2 separate regions of the Zea mays genome follow, and region 2 is linked to region 1. A link is a contact called in public Hi-C data. All regions are on one chromosome and are shown on one strand. The core of a region is the stretch at or near the end of the contact, and the rest is flanking DNA. Distances in the headings are between cores, read along the strand shown.

Region 1 (7,346 bases), core at 4,105-6,604:
AAACACTCGCGACTCGGGTCGTAACCCTCATCGTCGAGGCTGTGGTCATCGTCAGAGCAGCCGGAGAGGCAGTAGTCACATGCGGACATGAAGTCTCGCATGGCACTGAGATCACGGAGCCCGGAGAAATCCCAACCGAAGTCGGAGTCGTCGTCTTCCTCGGAACTCGCAAGTCTAGAGGTTGAGACGGCCGTCAGTCAGTCCCAAGATGACCACATATGGTACCCCGGAAGGTTAGGCTATGCCTTCACGAAAGCGCTTACCGAAGCGGGGTCGCTTGGTGGATCGAAGCTGAATCTAAAAGGGACAGGGTGAAAAATGGACGGTACCTCTTGGTCGATGGACGGTGGGGAAGTCACGTCAGGGACGGACTGCACCGTTATCTCAGGTACGAGGCTAACACCCAGCAAGTCCTTCGCGAGGGTGCTGGCGTCATCAGTCCGCTTGGGGTTGGCGTGTTGCGGGGAAGCGACACCCGTCGTTGTCTCAGGTGCGAGGACAACACCCGACATGGCCCCCGCAGGGGTGCCGGTGTCGTCGACTCGCTCTGGCCCGACAGCCGACGAGGTGCCGCCTCCTGCATGGCCACGGTTGCCCCGTCTCCTCCTCCTCCGGCGAGGAGGGTGGTGGGGCAAACCCGAGTGTTCCTCTTCTACCACGGGGGGAAGTCGTCGTCGAGTTCTCCGCTGCTGGGCGAGCCGACGACCGTTGTTGCTGTCGCGCTGCGGGGGGAGGAGTACCATGTCGTAGCTGCCGTCAAGGGACATGAACTCGAGACCCCCGAAGCGGAGCACCATCCCCGGCTGAAGAGGCTGCTGGAGGCTACCCATCTGGAACTCAACGGGAAAGTGTTCGTTAACACGCAGCATGCCCCTACCTGGCACGCCAACTGTCGGCGTTTCGAACCCGCGAGGTCCGTCAGCCAACCAGTGAATTTGTTGCTGCGTGCCCCTGCCCAGATGGGTTGATGCAAGATGGAACACAAGAGGGAAATGAGGCTTATGTTATCCTGCATCGGGGTGCTCGTAGTAGGGGTTACAAGCATCGCGCGAGGGAGCAGAGGCGAGAGCGAGAGAGAGAGACCCCGCTGTCAACGTGTCTGTGTCACCACGTGCCCCTGCGCCCACCCTCACGCGACCCCTCTCCTAGGAAGGCCCTGGACATCCCCTTTTATAGATGCAAGGAGATGTCCAGTTGTACAACGGGGTGTAGCTATGCGCTACGTGGCTGGCGGGGAAGTGCCTTGAGCCTTGTACACGAGCTAACGTGGCCGTCGGAGAAGTGCCTTGAGCCCTGTAGAAGCACAGCTGTCGGGCGGCATGGATCCTGCTGACGTTTGCTTGCTTTCGTAGGGGGTTTGAGAGCAACCGACGTCATGGGCGCACGCGGGGAACCATCATTACCTGTTGCCGGAGTAACCTTAGATGGGACACCGGTCTTGTTCCTTCATAGCCTGAGGCAGCTAGCTAGGAGTAGGGTAATGATGTATCCCCTCTAGCGTAGTCGGTCCGAGGCTGAGGTCAGGCTAGGCGGAGACTTCTCCTGAGGCCGAGGCCTGGGGTCAGGCGAGGCGGAGACCTTCTCCCGAGGCCGAGGCTGAGGCCGTGGCCTGAGGTCGGGCGAGGCAGAGACCTTCTCCCGAGGCCGAGGCTGAGGCCGAGGCCGAGGCTTGGGGTCGGGCGAGGCGGAGCTCCCTGTTGCGCCCGAGGCCGAACTCGTGGGAGATCGTGACTTAAGTTTTACCCTGGTGGTTGGCACAGTAGTCGGAGCGGGGCGAACAACGCTGTTTTCCTGTCAGATCGGTCAGTAAAGGGGCGAAGTGACTGCGGTCACTTCGACCTTGCCGACTGAGGCACGCACGTCAGGATAAGGTGTCAGGCGATCCCCGCATTAAATGCGCATGCGATACGGTCGGTTGGGAGGGCGATCCGGCCGAGGTCGTTGTACGATAGAGTTTGCCCAAGCTGGGCTTCAGGTGAGCCGAGGGTGCGCTCACTGTCTGAGGAGGCCCTCGGGCGAGGCGTGAATCCGCCCGGGACTACTGTTCCCGTCCGAGGCCAAGGCTGGGCTCAGATGAGGTCGCGTCCCTTGGTAGACGAGGCCCTGACTTGAACCGCGCTTTATCAGCTGTTTATGGTTTGCTCTGAAGATGTTTTCCAGTCGCGTTTAGGAGTGTTGGGGGTACCCCTAATTATGATACCCGACATTGTTCAAGCCACTCACCTTATTATATTCATCCCTGCAAAGTGAAGCTAGAAAGACAGTAGTAGCTTGTGCATTTTTATGTATTTGCTCATTTATGAAACGGGATTGTCAGTACTATCAAAATGCATTCTGTTTTCAACAATCTCACAGATACTAGGATGGAGAGAAAATAAATGACTAAGCATTTTATGACTCCAGAAAGAGTAGTCTTCTCCATCAAAGTGTGGAGGTTTCCCAAGTGGAATTGATAGCAAATGAGCATTTGAATTAAATGGAATATGGGAGTAATCAAATGAATTGTTTTGATTGACCGTTTTCCTTTTTGAAGAGTCGTCATTGTCGTCGTGTGGTGAAGAAGACGAGGCATCGCTGTCTTAGTAGATGATCTTCTTAATGCGCCTCTTCTTTTTCCCTTCTCTCTTCTTTTGACTCGAGCCTGAGTCAGTAGGCTTGTCCTCTCTTGGCTCGTTGAGGACAGACTCATTTTTCTTGTCGTTGGCCACCATCCCCTTTCCCTTAGGATCCATCTCTTCGGGCGGTTAGTCCCTTAGATGAAGAGTACGACTCTGATACCAATTGAGAGCACCTAGAGGGGGGGTGAATAGGTGATCCTGTAAAATCAAACACTAAATAGCCACAAAACTTAGTTAGCGCAACTAAGTAGTTTCGAAGCGAGTTCTTGTGGATAAAACAGTCACAGAGAAGGCAACACAAGAGACACGCGATTTTTATCCCGTGGTTTGGCCAAGTAACACTTGCCTACTTCCACGTTGTGGCGTCCCAATGGACGAGGGTTGCACTCAACCCCTTTCAAGTGATCCAACGATCAACTTGAATACCACAGCTTTCTTCCTTATAGCCTTTTTCCCGTTTGCGAGGAATCTCCACAATTTGGAGTCTCTCGCCCTTACAATTTGAGATCACAAAGAAAGCACAGAGTAAGGTTGGGAATAGCAACACACACAAGACCCAAATACACAGCACAACCACGCACACAAGTGAAGACTTGAGCTCAAATAACAACTCAGGGAGTGCACAACTCGAATGGAGCCCAAATCACTAACACAATGAAGCGAATGCGCGAGAGTGGAGTCTGGATGCTTGAGAATACTTAGAGAATGCTTGGGTAGCTCCTCCATACGCCTAGGGGTCCCTTTTATAGCCCCAAGGCAGCTAGGAGCCGTTGGAGGCAAACTTGGAAGGTCATCCTTGCCTTCTGTCGAGTGGTCCGGTGCGCCACCGGACAGCTACTGTAGCCTGTCCGGTGCTTGATTTCCTTCCAAATCGGGCACAGTCGACCGTTGCAGCTTCGGGCCCGTTGGCGCACCGGACACTGTCTGGTGCACACCGGACAGTCTGGTGCACACCGGACAGTCCGGTGCCCCTGCCGACCGTTGGCGTGACCACGTGTCGCGCGAAGATTGCACGACCGACCGTTGGCGCTGGCGACCGTTGGTTCACCGGACAGTCCGGTGATTTTTAGTCGTACGCCGCAGTCGATTCCCGAGAGCAGCACTTTTCATCGGAGACCAGCCTGGCGCATCGGACACTGTCTGGTGCACCACCGGACAGTCCGGTGCACCTGACCAGAGTTGTTGTTTGACTGAATAAAACCAATTACTAAGGGTGTGTTTGGCATGGCTCTGCTCCACCCCAGAGCAGCTCTACTCTAAAACTCTGGGTGGAGCAGCTCTGCTCCAGAGTTTAGATTGTTTCTCATAACCAGTGGCAATGGCGGGTAAATAACTCAAAACTCCATGACTAGGTTGCTTTTTTGGAGTTTTCAGAGCAGCAAAAGAGGTACTCCAAAAAATTGTACTGTAGCTCCAAAAACTCCATAGAGTTTACAACTCTGGAGTTAGAGTGTTTGGCATACTCTGGTCAGCTCCTCCTTGGAGTTTTGCTCTGGAGCCATGCCAAACAGGCCCTAAGTCTAGAAACATACCTTGTTATATGATTTGCACTTCTTATTTGTTTAGCACATAACAACTCACTCACTATGTGTTGAACACTTAATCACCAAAACATTATAGAAATGGTATAAGGACACATTTTCCTTTCAGCGGGTCAAAGCGGGCTCCAGCTGGCTCTAGCGATCTAGCTTCCTCCGATGAGCCACCCCCTTAGCCTCCCCTCGATGAGTCCTCCTCTTGTGCTGCTATCGCTTCTGGTCCGATGGACCGCGGCGGTCGACGTAGGGATCACGGAAGGAGGCCTAGTCCTTTGTTGCGCCTAGCTTGAGGTATTGCTGGGTTGTTCGCTATTTATCGCAGCCACGTCGTTGACACTGCATAGCAGCGTCGCAAGGCTCAAAAGCATAATGACAACTTGAGGTAGTTTGCAGCACACATGGGTTTAAACATGCCTCCTCGCTAATACAATACTCTAGTGCCTAACTATCCAGCTGATCTGAATGAATGGCATCAGCAGGAGTACGGTGTTCATTTCATTACTCCTGAAGATGAAAATGAAGTCTAGAAAAATATATTTTAGGGGGTGTTTGGTTAGAGGGACTAAAGATTAGTCTCTAGTTTTTAGTCCCATTTAGTCTCTTTTTTGCCAAACACTAGGACTAAAATATATACTAAAATGATTTAGTTTTTAGTCTTTCACATAGGTGCTAAAAGAGACTAAAAGCTCATAATTATCATGTTGCCCTTACTTTTTTTATGGATAACTAATATTATGAGTATATTCTAAGGACATTTAAGTCTTTGGACATTGTATTTAATGACTTTAGAATCTGTTTAGTGCCTAGAACCTAGAACCAAACATGTAGGAACTAAAGTTTAGGCCTAGGATTAATTGAAACCAAACATGGCCTTAGGACCGGGAGTACTATTTAAACCAAATGCTCAACTTTATTGTGTAATGTCGTCTTGCATTTAAACATATTCTCACGCTAGTTTGCTATTCACGCCCTTCTCTTTTCATTTTCGAACCGTTTCTGGCTCCGGCCTGACGGGCTTGCCGGTTCCTTTCTATTTTCCTAAAAAAAAAAGGAAATGGTAGAGGTACTTTCTGTCGGTTTTCCGTTCGTTTTGGTCCTGACAGTTCGCTTCCTTCGCAACGACTCCATCGCAAGCTGCTTCAGTATTTAACACCCACTCACCAGATGGCGCGCGGTGCACTTGTGCCCTTTTGCGCAGCGGAGTCTTTGGACTCGGTAATCCCGGCCCTGTCCTCCCCCGACCAAACACAGTCCCTGGATCCATGGGTGTCGAGGAGGAGCGCGACGGCGAGGAGCAACGCCGCCCCCTCCTCTCCTCCACCCCGCCAGGTAGATTCCGCTCCATTCGCCGCCACCGTCGTCAACACCGACGCGGGCGTTCAAATCATCTGCTCCCGATCCCATCCCGTCATCAGCTCATCTGTGGGACCTCATTTCTGCAGCCGCGGCGGACCCGCAGCAGCAACAGTACCAGTTCCTGGGCCGGAGCACCTCTTCAGTGCTGCGCGGCGGTGGCGGGGGCTGGGAAGGGCCTGAGGTGAGCGCCGACGAGGTCAGGTCCGCCGCTGGCTTCCACACGTTCCAGGGCCCACCTCCCAACGGCGACAACGCCTATGCTTACCCGCCGTCCATTCATAGCGCCATGCTCTCCCCGTCCCCATCTCATGCCCCACCGTCTCCCCATCCAAATGGTAATTTGCCGCCGTCGGTGCTCTGCTTCTCCCCCACCGGCCTCCACATAATCGTCCTTTTTCCCTTCCGATTTTTCACCAACTGAAGGAGTTGTTGTCTTGTTGAAACTGCTGGTGCTGGGTTGTGGGTTGCATCTGCAGAAGGGTTGGCGATTGTTCCTCAAGGGCCATATCCGTATGGTGGCAGTTACCAACCTTCTGAGAGCGTCGGGAGGTGAGTTTTTTTTTTCAGTCGAAATGCTAGTTCGTCATATGCTGTTTCTGCCTTTTAGTTGAAATATGTTCGTAGCTCAGAAGTGCCAAACTAAGCTATCATTGAGGATGCTTAACTTTTTCTCATTTTTCATAATGAGTATGATCACTCAACATATCAGTAATCCTATTATCCTTCAATTCATTTTTTGATGGTAGATGTCTGATGTAACTGGATTATCCATGAGCTCTGCAAATATGCCATTTTGTAAAATGATGATAAATGAGACATCATGTATGCTATTAGTATTGGCTGCAATGAAGACTTAAGTAGATAATCCTCTAGTAACAATGGAGGACACTTAACTCCTTCACTTGAAACATAGTACTACCTCCGTTCTCGAATATTGGTCGCCCGCTAGTTCATTTTTTAACTAAACCGCGACAAATAAAAAAGAACGGAAGGAGTACCTATTTTACATTTAACTCATTCCACCTAAAATAGCAATAGCAACCACCATTCGATTTTGATTAGATGCACCAGATCACTTGATTGCATGATTGATTGCACAAAATATTCTCTTTTAAGATAAACCGTAAGTGTATGATCTTTGATGAGCTACAAACTTCCATAGAGATGGAATATTCCTTGATTATCTAAATTTTATATGAAAATCATTTTTTTCATTCACAACTGCTTAGAGGACTCAGGAAAAGGTCTCTGACCGCACCTCAGTACACCTGTGAATTCCATAATGATTAGAAATCATGAAACATTTGAAACACTAGTAGTTCAGATGTTCTAGTTTTACGTCTCCTGTTAACATTCAGATAACCCATAAGTAACAAGCTAACACATTTATGTATAACTTGCACCAGGACTTAAATGACAGAAGCTAAAAGGTCAATTTGTTATATTTGAAAGAAATTTGGTAATAACTGACCTAAATTAACTGATAATAATCGAATTCGAGGACCAGACTTCTAGCAAATTCATGTATACAGCAAGTAGTGAATAGAGTAGGAATAATTGGGCATACAGTTGAAGGATGATGTCTTGATAAAAGAAGACTAAGGCTCCAGGGAACTCCCATTATCAGTTGGCTTGATGGAGTATCTTAAGGCCAAAACTGTTAAATGGTGTCAAGAACAGGAGTTACCCGTTTTGCACCAAGCTTAAATAGATTAAATACCATATTTTTCCCATTTGAAAACAAGTGCACTGTTGCTTCCCTGCGTATCATTTTCCCTCCCCTTCTGTCCTGTGATTCTGTCTTTTTGTTGGTATGACTGTTGTTCTATGCTGA
Region 2 (7,014 bases), core at 2,119-4,618, 220 kb before region 1:
TCCAAAAACAATTGTATTGTTTTTCAAGGTTTAAAACAAAGTACTTACCCTTTCTTTGCCACTGTGAATCTTGTGCTTTCCTGTACAAGTACAACTACTTGCATGGGTACTTAAGATTCTATATATGCATGCATCACTTTCAGCTTGAATACTTTAACAACTCTACTTCTGAGAACTGAGATCATTAAATCAGCCTATGTACTTGGCTACATAGTTTTTTGGTATTGAATCATAGATATATGATGGCAATTAGGAACTAAAAAGTTACGCAAAATGTTTAGTACTGCATAATCAGTTGGCATTAGTTTCTATACACGGATAGTTATGTGGTACAACGTAAAAATATAATTATGTAGTACTAAATTGTGAAAAAATTATGCATACATTAGAAATCAGCAAGTACATATTTATATTGCAAAATGTTTACTGCTGACTTCTCAGCTTGGCAGTAGTTTTTCCACATGGTTAGTTATGTCTCTGTTTATTTTGCTATCTCAATCAACTGAACCCTGATACAGCAAATATACTAACAATGACACAGGAAGCCCTGAAAGCTCTTTGGCATGCAACATACCCTGATCAAGAACTTGAAGGTTTGATATCTGAGCAGTGGAAGGACATGGGCTGGCAAGGAAGAGACCCATCAACTGACTTTAGGTACACAATGACCAATCCAAACCAGAATTCCTCAGAGTGCCTTTGGAAGTGCATGCAGCTCTAGTACCAAATCAAGTGACCTTTGATTCTTTTGTGACAGAGGCGCAGGATTCATATCCCTGGAGAATCTTTTGTTCTTTGCCAAGACGTTCTCCGTAAGCAATATGTACTGGCTGTTTCATTATTTGAAAGTGCCGTAGTCTTGCTGGTGAGTAACAATCTTATTTTTACTTCCGCAGGCATCGTTTCAGAGACTTCTAAATAAACAGTGCGGTAACAGAGCCACATGGGAGTACCCATTTGCGGTTGCTGGTGTAAATATTACATTCATGATCATGCAGATGCTAGATCTCCAGTCTAGTAAGCACTGACCCGAACTCTCCAATGTCACCTGGGTATGACTACAAAATGTGATTTTCTGAACTTTGATGTTAATGTTAACAACAGCTAAGCCAAGAACATTTGTGCGAGCCATTTTTATCCAAATGCTCTCAGGTAGGACTGTTATAGTTGATTTTTTTTCTTTATTTTTTGCTCTGGCATGTGAAAGAATGCCATCAGTGTCCAACAACTTGCTCTTGATTTCCTTGACACAGAGGATGAGTGGGCATTTGATCTGCTCTACTGTGTCGCATTTGTTGTGATGGACAAGCAGTGGCTGGACAAGAATGCATCTTACATGGACTTCAATGTACGTTCTGAGAATATGAACATTTCATCCTATGTTTCAACTCAAAGTGCAAATGTTCTACTGATCTCATGCTTGTGGTGCCACTACCAGGAGGTGCTGAAGTCGACACGAGCCCAGCTGGAGAGGGAGCTTATGCTGGACGATGTCATCCGCATCGAAGACATGCCGTCATACAGCCTGCTTTGCTAGTAACCAAAACACCGAATTCGCCGGAGAACAGAACTGAGTTGATGGTTCAACTGTATAGTACCTCCCTTTGTCTGATTTCTGGGAGGATTTTTTTTAGCAACAAAGTAGAGTGATGACGTACTGGTATCATGCTTAATTTGGGCTAATGATGGTGATATGCACATTCTCAGAAGTGTTACAATGTTCTGTACTTGTCTAAGCATTTGTCAGATATCTAATATTGATCATTTGATCCACCCATCATTCTCCTATCTGCATCATCTTTTCTGGGGATTGCCATAAACTTTCATGAGCACAACGGGGAACTAGACCAGCACATTTCCTTGTGGTGGCGATAACTATGGTTGCTCCAGTGACCCATCACCATTAACTGCGCTTGCCCCAGGGATTTTAGAGAGCCTCGCTCCCTTCATCACCTTCCTCAGCTTGTCCACGTCCTGCCACCTACCAGCCTCGGCATACAAGTTGGACAGTACCACATACACTCCATGGTTACTGGGATTTAGTTTCAGCATCTCCACCGCTGCCCGCTCCGCAATCTCAATGACACCGTGGTTCTTGCAGGCCGTCAGGAGTGCTCCCCATATCACGGTGTCCGCCTTGCATGACATCTCCCGTATCATATCCTCCGCTTCCGATAAGAGGCCAGCACGGCCAAGGAGGTCCACCATGCATCCGTAGTGCTGGATTCCTGGAACGATCCCGAAGTCCTTCTCCATGGACCTGAACAGCCGGCGGGCCTCGTCCAGCAGCCCTGGGTGGGAGCACGCCGAGAGTGCCCCGACGAGTGTGGTCGCATTCGGTGGCACACCCTCCCGCTGCATCCGTCTGAAAAAGTCGAGTGCACGCTCACCGTGCCCGAGGTTCGCCAGCCCCGAGATGAGAGGGTTCCATGCAGCCGGCACGCGCCGCTCTGGCAGCCCGTCGAACACTGCCAAGGCCTCCTCAATGGCGCCATTTTTGACGTACATGTCGACCAGCGCCGTGCCGAGGATGGGACCAACTGCCACGCCCCGTGCCACCATTAGGTCGTGCACGTGACGGCCCATCTCGAGCCCGCCCGACGGCGACCGCGCGCACGCAGACAGCACCGAGGCCAGCGCGGCGCCGCAGGGCTCGAAGCCCACGCGGACCATCTGGACGAACGCCGCCATCGCGTCCTCGTGCCTCCCGTTCTGCGCGTACGCGGAGACCATGGTAGTGTACACGGCCGCGTTCCGCTCGGGCACCTCGTCGAACACCCTGCGCGCGGGGCGGAGAAGGCCCGCCACGGAGTAGGCCCGAACGAGGCCATTGGCGACGTAGGCATCGAGGTGGACCCCGTGCCGGACGGCGAGCGCGTGGAGCTGTTCGGTGACGGGGAGAGAGAGCGGAAGGCGCGCGGCGGCCTTCAGGAGGAAGGGGAATGTGTGCCGGCCGGGCACGAGGGCTCCAGTGCCGTGGATGCGGGAGAAGAAGGGGAATGCGGTGGCCGGGTCCGGGGAGGAAGCGAGCACGCGGAGCGTGGTGTTGAACATGAAGGAGTTGGGCGCGCAGGGCAGGGAGGAGAGGAGCGCGAGTGCGGCGGCAGCGGGATCCGGAGAGAGCGCGACGTAGGCGTCCAGGAGCCGGGACGCGGCGAAAGCGTCCTCGGCGAGGCGGCCGGAGACGAGCATGGCGGCGTGCACGCGGGCTAGGGCGCAAGGTGTAGCGCAACGATCGGCGAGGAGTGAGAGGTTCGGGCGGAGGCTGACGCGCGTGCCGATGGCAGCCGCGACGAGCGGCGCCGAAGGCATATTTGGATCGTGTGCCTTCGATGCTCGGTAGATCCGTAGATGGGGAGGTGCCGAGCGGAAAAGGAAGAATGGTAATCAAAAGTCTGTCTAGGTATGTATTTGAGCATCTCTGTCCAACAGCTCCAAAATAGTTTTTTTAAAACTTTATTTTAGAGAAATAGTAGAAAAACCATATTCAATAGCTCTTGTTATGTACTCCTAATTTATTTGGTGCTTCAAACCCATAGCTTAAGCTTCTTGGCACAAATATACACCGAGTTGCCAACGTCTAATCCGGATGGCTTGCGCAGGCGTCGGGGGCACGTATGGGGATTGGGGAGTTCTTCCCCTGTTTTCCAAGGAACAGCGAACAAATCTAGCAAGACTATCAGGAACAGCGAACAAATCCTTTCTTAAAAAAAGTTGGGTTTAAGCATGGATTTATATTACCATCTCCCTGTCAAATAGATAAAAAAAGGGACCATTCTCAAACAACTCCTTAAATATCTCCCAAGCCAAATATTGGACTTGGCTGTAAAGCCTGGAATATAGTCTCTAGGACTCTAGTCATTTAAGAAATAATAAAAGAGTCATTTTGATTATGTGACTTATTATTGAGACATATTTCCTTTTTAGATAAATATCAAATAAACACGTGAACTTATGCATCATGCTACAATTTCTTTGTTTGTGCATCAAACTCAAACTTATATTTAAAACAAATCTAGCTTCAAATTGAAATTTGAGATCTGAGAATATGGGAGCAAAAGAATTAAAGAATGGAAAGAAAAAAATAATACTATTTCAAACCGTAGAAGTATTATTCATATTAGGATTTTATTGGATATTTGGAAGGTTGAAGTTCAAAACAGGAATTTAAATTTAGTTTGAATCCTTGAATTTGAAAATAGAAAAAGACAAGAAAAGAAGAAAACAAAAGAGAAGACAACCGCCTACGAAAAGGGTTGGGGTTTACCTTTCACGCCGCAGACCCAGGGCGCGCGCTGTCCCGGGGGAGGGGCCCGCTAGTCCGTCACCGTCCCTCACAACATCGCGGCACCGACATGTGGGACCAAAGACCAACCACACCGAAGCAACAACGTGCCCCCGCGTCAGTCCTGTGGCTGATATCACCGGACCACTGGTCAGTCACCCATCGCAGGTGAGGCGCGCCCGTGCCAAGTACTGCATGTCGGGCCCACTGCTCAGCCATTCAGTACAGCACCCGTGCCATACTCGCTGCCAAGTGGACCACCGGGCTCTTATGCATCTTTTATCTCGCGGCTTCCCTCTATAACAACCCGCCGCCAATCTCGCCGCCAGCGGGGAGTTAGCTGGCGCCCCAACTGTCTCACCTCGTCCATATATGGAGTCGTGTATCGTCGACCTCCCCCTTCCCCATCCATCTGTGCTAGGAATCCATGCACCACCGGCCATTGCTGAGAGAAACCAAGAGAGGGTGTGGGTGCGGCCCGATTCAAATTAGTGAGCTCGTCGTCGTGTCCTCGGAATCATGCCTAGGTGTTTCACCGTGCCTCGAGGATAGTGTCTGTGGCCTCGCTGCGGTGGATTGGTGACCAAGGGCCTCAGAATTTGTTGTCGGGGCACAAGCTCCACCATGTGTCCGCCGTGCACCGTGGCCGGGAGTCACTGCCACGCTGCCGTCGTCACCTCCTTTTCTTCGCATAGCACCGAACAGGGATCGAATTAGGTTGTCGAGTTGGGAATCAGGGTTGCTTCGGCGAACCTCCGTCGTGCACGTTGGGGGCGGCGCCGCCCTGTTCGTCCGATAGTGTTGCGGGTCCGTGCGCCGTCGGATCCAACGTCGATGGCCCGGATTAGAAGTAGGATACCAGTTCGGGGGGAAGGCATCTGGAGCGTTGATGATAGATCAGGCGAACCACGTCGGTTTGATCAACATAAAATCCGGGTCGTGCATACATTATCTTAGGGTTCCTATTGAAGACCGATTCATTATAATGATAATTTAATCCTGACCGTAGATCCAAGATCCATCGGCTCCAGTGCAAGGATACCCCTTCGTCGATCCCATTTTGTAAAAGAGCCCTACCCTTTTTACATATCAACCCGTCGTCCCCCTCTATGTTGAAAACATAGCAGATATGTCCTGATTTTAACAATCTAAACCCTGAACTATTAGAAAATCCTAGCCACAACCCAGAAGTTAAATAAATTGAGTAAATTAATATAGAAAATGATTTCTAGTATACAAATAATTCTATAATCTTGTTTAATTCATAAGTAATTCATTTTAACTCCTTTTTCATCAATTCCAATTGCATTAAATTCATATGTTTATCATGTAGTAACCTTATTTTTTTATGAAACATATGGCGACAGCCTATCCTGTCAAAGGGACACGAAAGTTTCGTCATCCTATACGAGGTGGTGGTTGAGGCTGGTCACGAGATCAAAAGGGGGGCCGAGCCCACGAATCTTGTGCCTGAGGCGAGGCGTGGCCTCACGAGGGTCCAGTCAGACCCTAATGAGGCGCCATTACCAGAAAGTGGCATTGAACGCTCTTTGTTGAGGGCCTCATCAGAGGGTAAGATTCATGTACTTCCCTCTTCGCTTTCTTGACTTTCCGAATTTCGGCGATCCTCATGGGATTTTTTGTTTCACTAGGAGAGGTGATAGGAGAGCTTTCACACGCGGAAGACTATTTGTAGGCTTTTGACACTAAGCACTCCAGTCTGTGTGCGGCCATTGATCTCAAACTCGATCGTTTTGGGATTTCACAATCAAAGGATTTGTTCGCCCTGACCTCCTTGATGGCGCTCATCGCTAGCCGCATTCGGGAACTAGAGGCTAATGCGTTCTGGCTCGGGGTTCACCACGCACTGGTCACGACTGGGTCTCATCTTGACGACTCGATCAAGCGGGATCGAGAATGCCTCTGTCATGCTAATGGATGGTGAGATAACAATACCCGAAGACCTGGAAGCATCGATTGAACCCTTCGCCTAGCACTGAGTAGAGAGTTGTATTTCACGTTTCCTAATAATAAATAACTAGGATTAATTTTTTTCCAAAGAATTTGTAAGAATGGGAATAAATTAATGATTGATGTTAGGGTTTCATGCGCCTTTTCCTGCTTCGTCCTTGTTAGCATTCGTCCACTTGGGGGTAGGTATCTATGACTTCAGGACCCAAAATTCCACTGGCGTCCATAATTATAGCTTTCGAGGCGTAAGCGTTCATAGTCTTGACCAGCTTCCTTAGTGGCCCCCTCCATTCACGCCACTTGTCCCTTAGGTCCGTTCTAATAAGGATGAGGGTAGGGTCGACCTACATGTCTCCCATCCTTAGGGTCCATTTGCAGGGACTCTAGGTTACGTTGTCCTTGGCCCCCTCCCCGTTGAGGGTTCGGTAGGAGGGAGGCACGATGCAGCAACGCATTTCGTTGGGCACCCTTTCAAAGTAAAATAAGAAGGTTCCAAACGATTAGTTTTGAAAGGCAAGAGTAATGTCGCTGGTTTGTCGGTGGGGGTTCCCGCACATCACTCCGTTGACTCCTCCGTATTTGCCTTGCTCCTCCGGTGTCCTCAGCGTCGTGCCGCCTACCCTGTGAGTTATAGAGAGGAGGCGAGAAAAGGAAAGGAAGAGAGAGAGGTCGATAGAGAGATTGAGTCGGGCCTAGGTTGGGGTCCACCCCCTTTTTCCTATGTCCGACACTAGGAACAATTTTAAATCTCTTTTTAT

What was found. Hi-C and Micro-C count contacts between places; a contact is called where the count stands out from the background.
Region 2: a Hi-C map of endosperm shows a contact between it and region 1, with 3 times the contacts expected there. The contact joins the promoter of LOC103652919 here to the promoter of LOC100272643 in region 1. A contact is called at or near these places in 8 of 25 Hi-C or Micro-C datasets (bundle sheath, ear, endosperm and 4 more).

Annotation. Positions count from the first base shown.
Region 1 is chr4:20,379,057-20,386,402 of Zm-B73-REFERENCE-NAM-5.0, reverse strand. LOC100272643 reads left to right here and starts at 5,354. Exons shown (of 7, transcript NM_001147102.1): 1 at 5,354-5,485; 2 at 5,599-5,847; 3 at 5,989-6,061. The coding sequence starts at 5,419.
Region 2 is chr4:20,594,408-20,601,421 of Zm-B73-REFERENCE-NAM-5.0, reverse strand. LOC103652919 (pentatricopeptide repeat-containing protein At5g06540) reads right to left here and starts at 3,368. Exons shown (of 1, transcript XM_008679912.2): 1 at 1,185-3,368. The coding sequence starts at 3,312. The coding sequence ends at 1,876. It overlaps LOC100217198 (ELMO/CED-12 family protein), which reads left to right. Exons shown (of 8, transcript NM_001143557.1): 3 at 542-657; 4 at 758-812; 5 at 897-1,017; 6 at 1,105-1,152; 7 at 1,254-1,348; 8 at 1,439-1,693. The coding sequence ends at 1,537.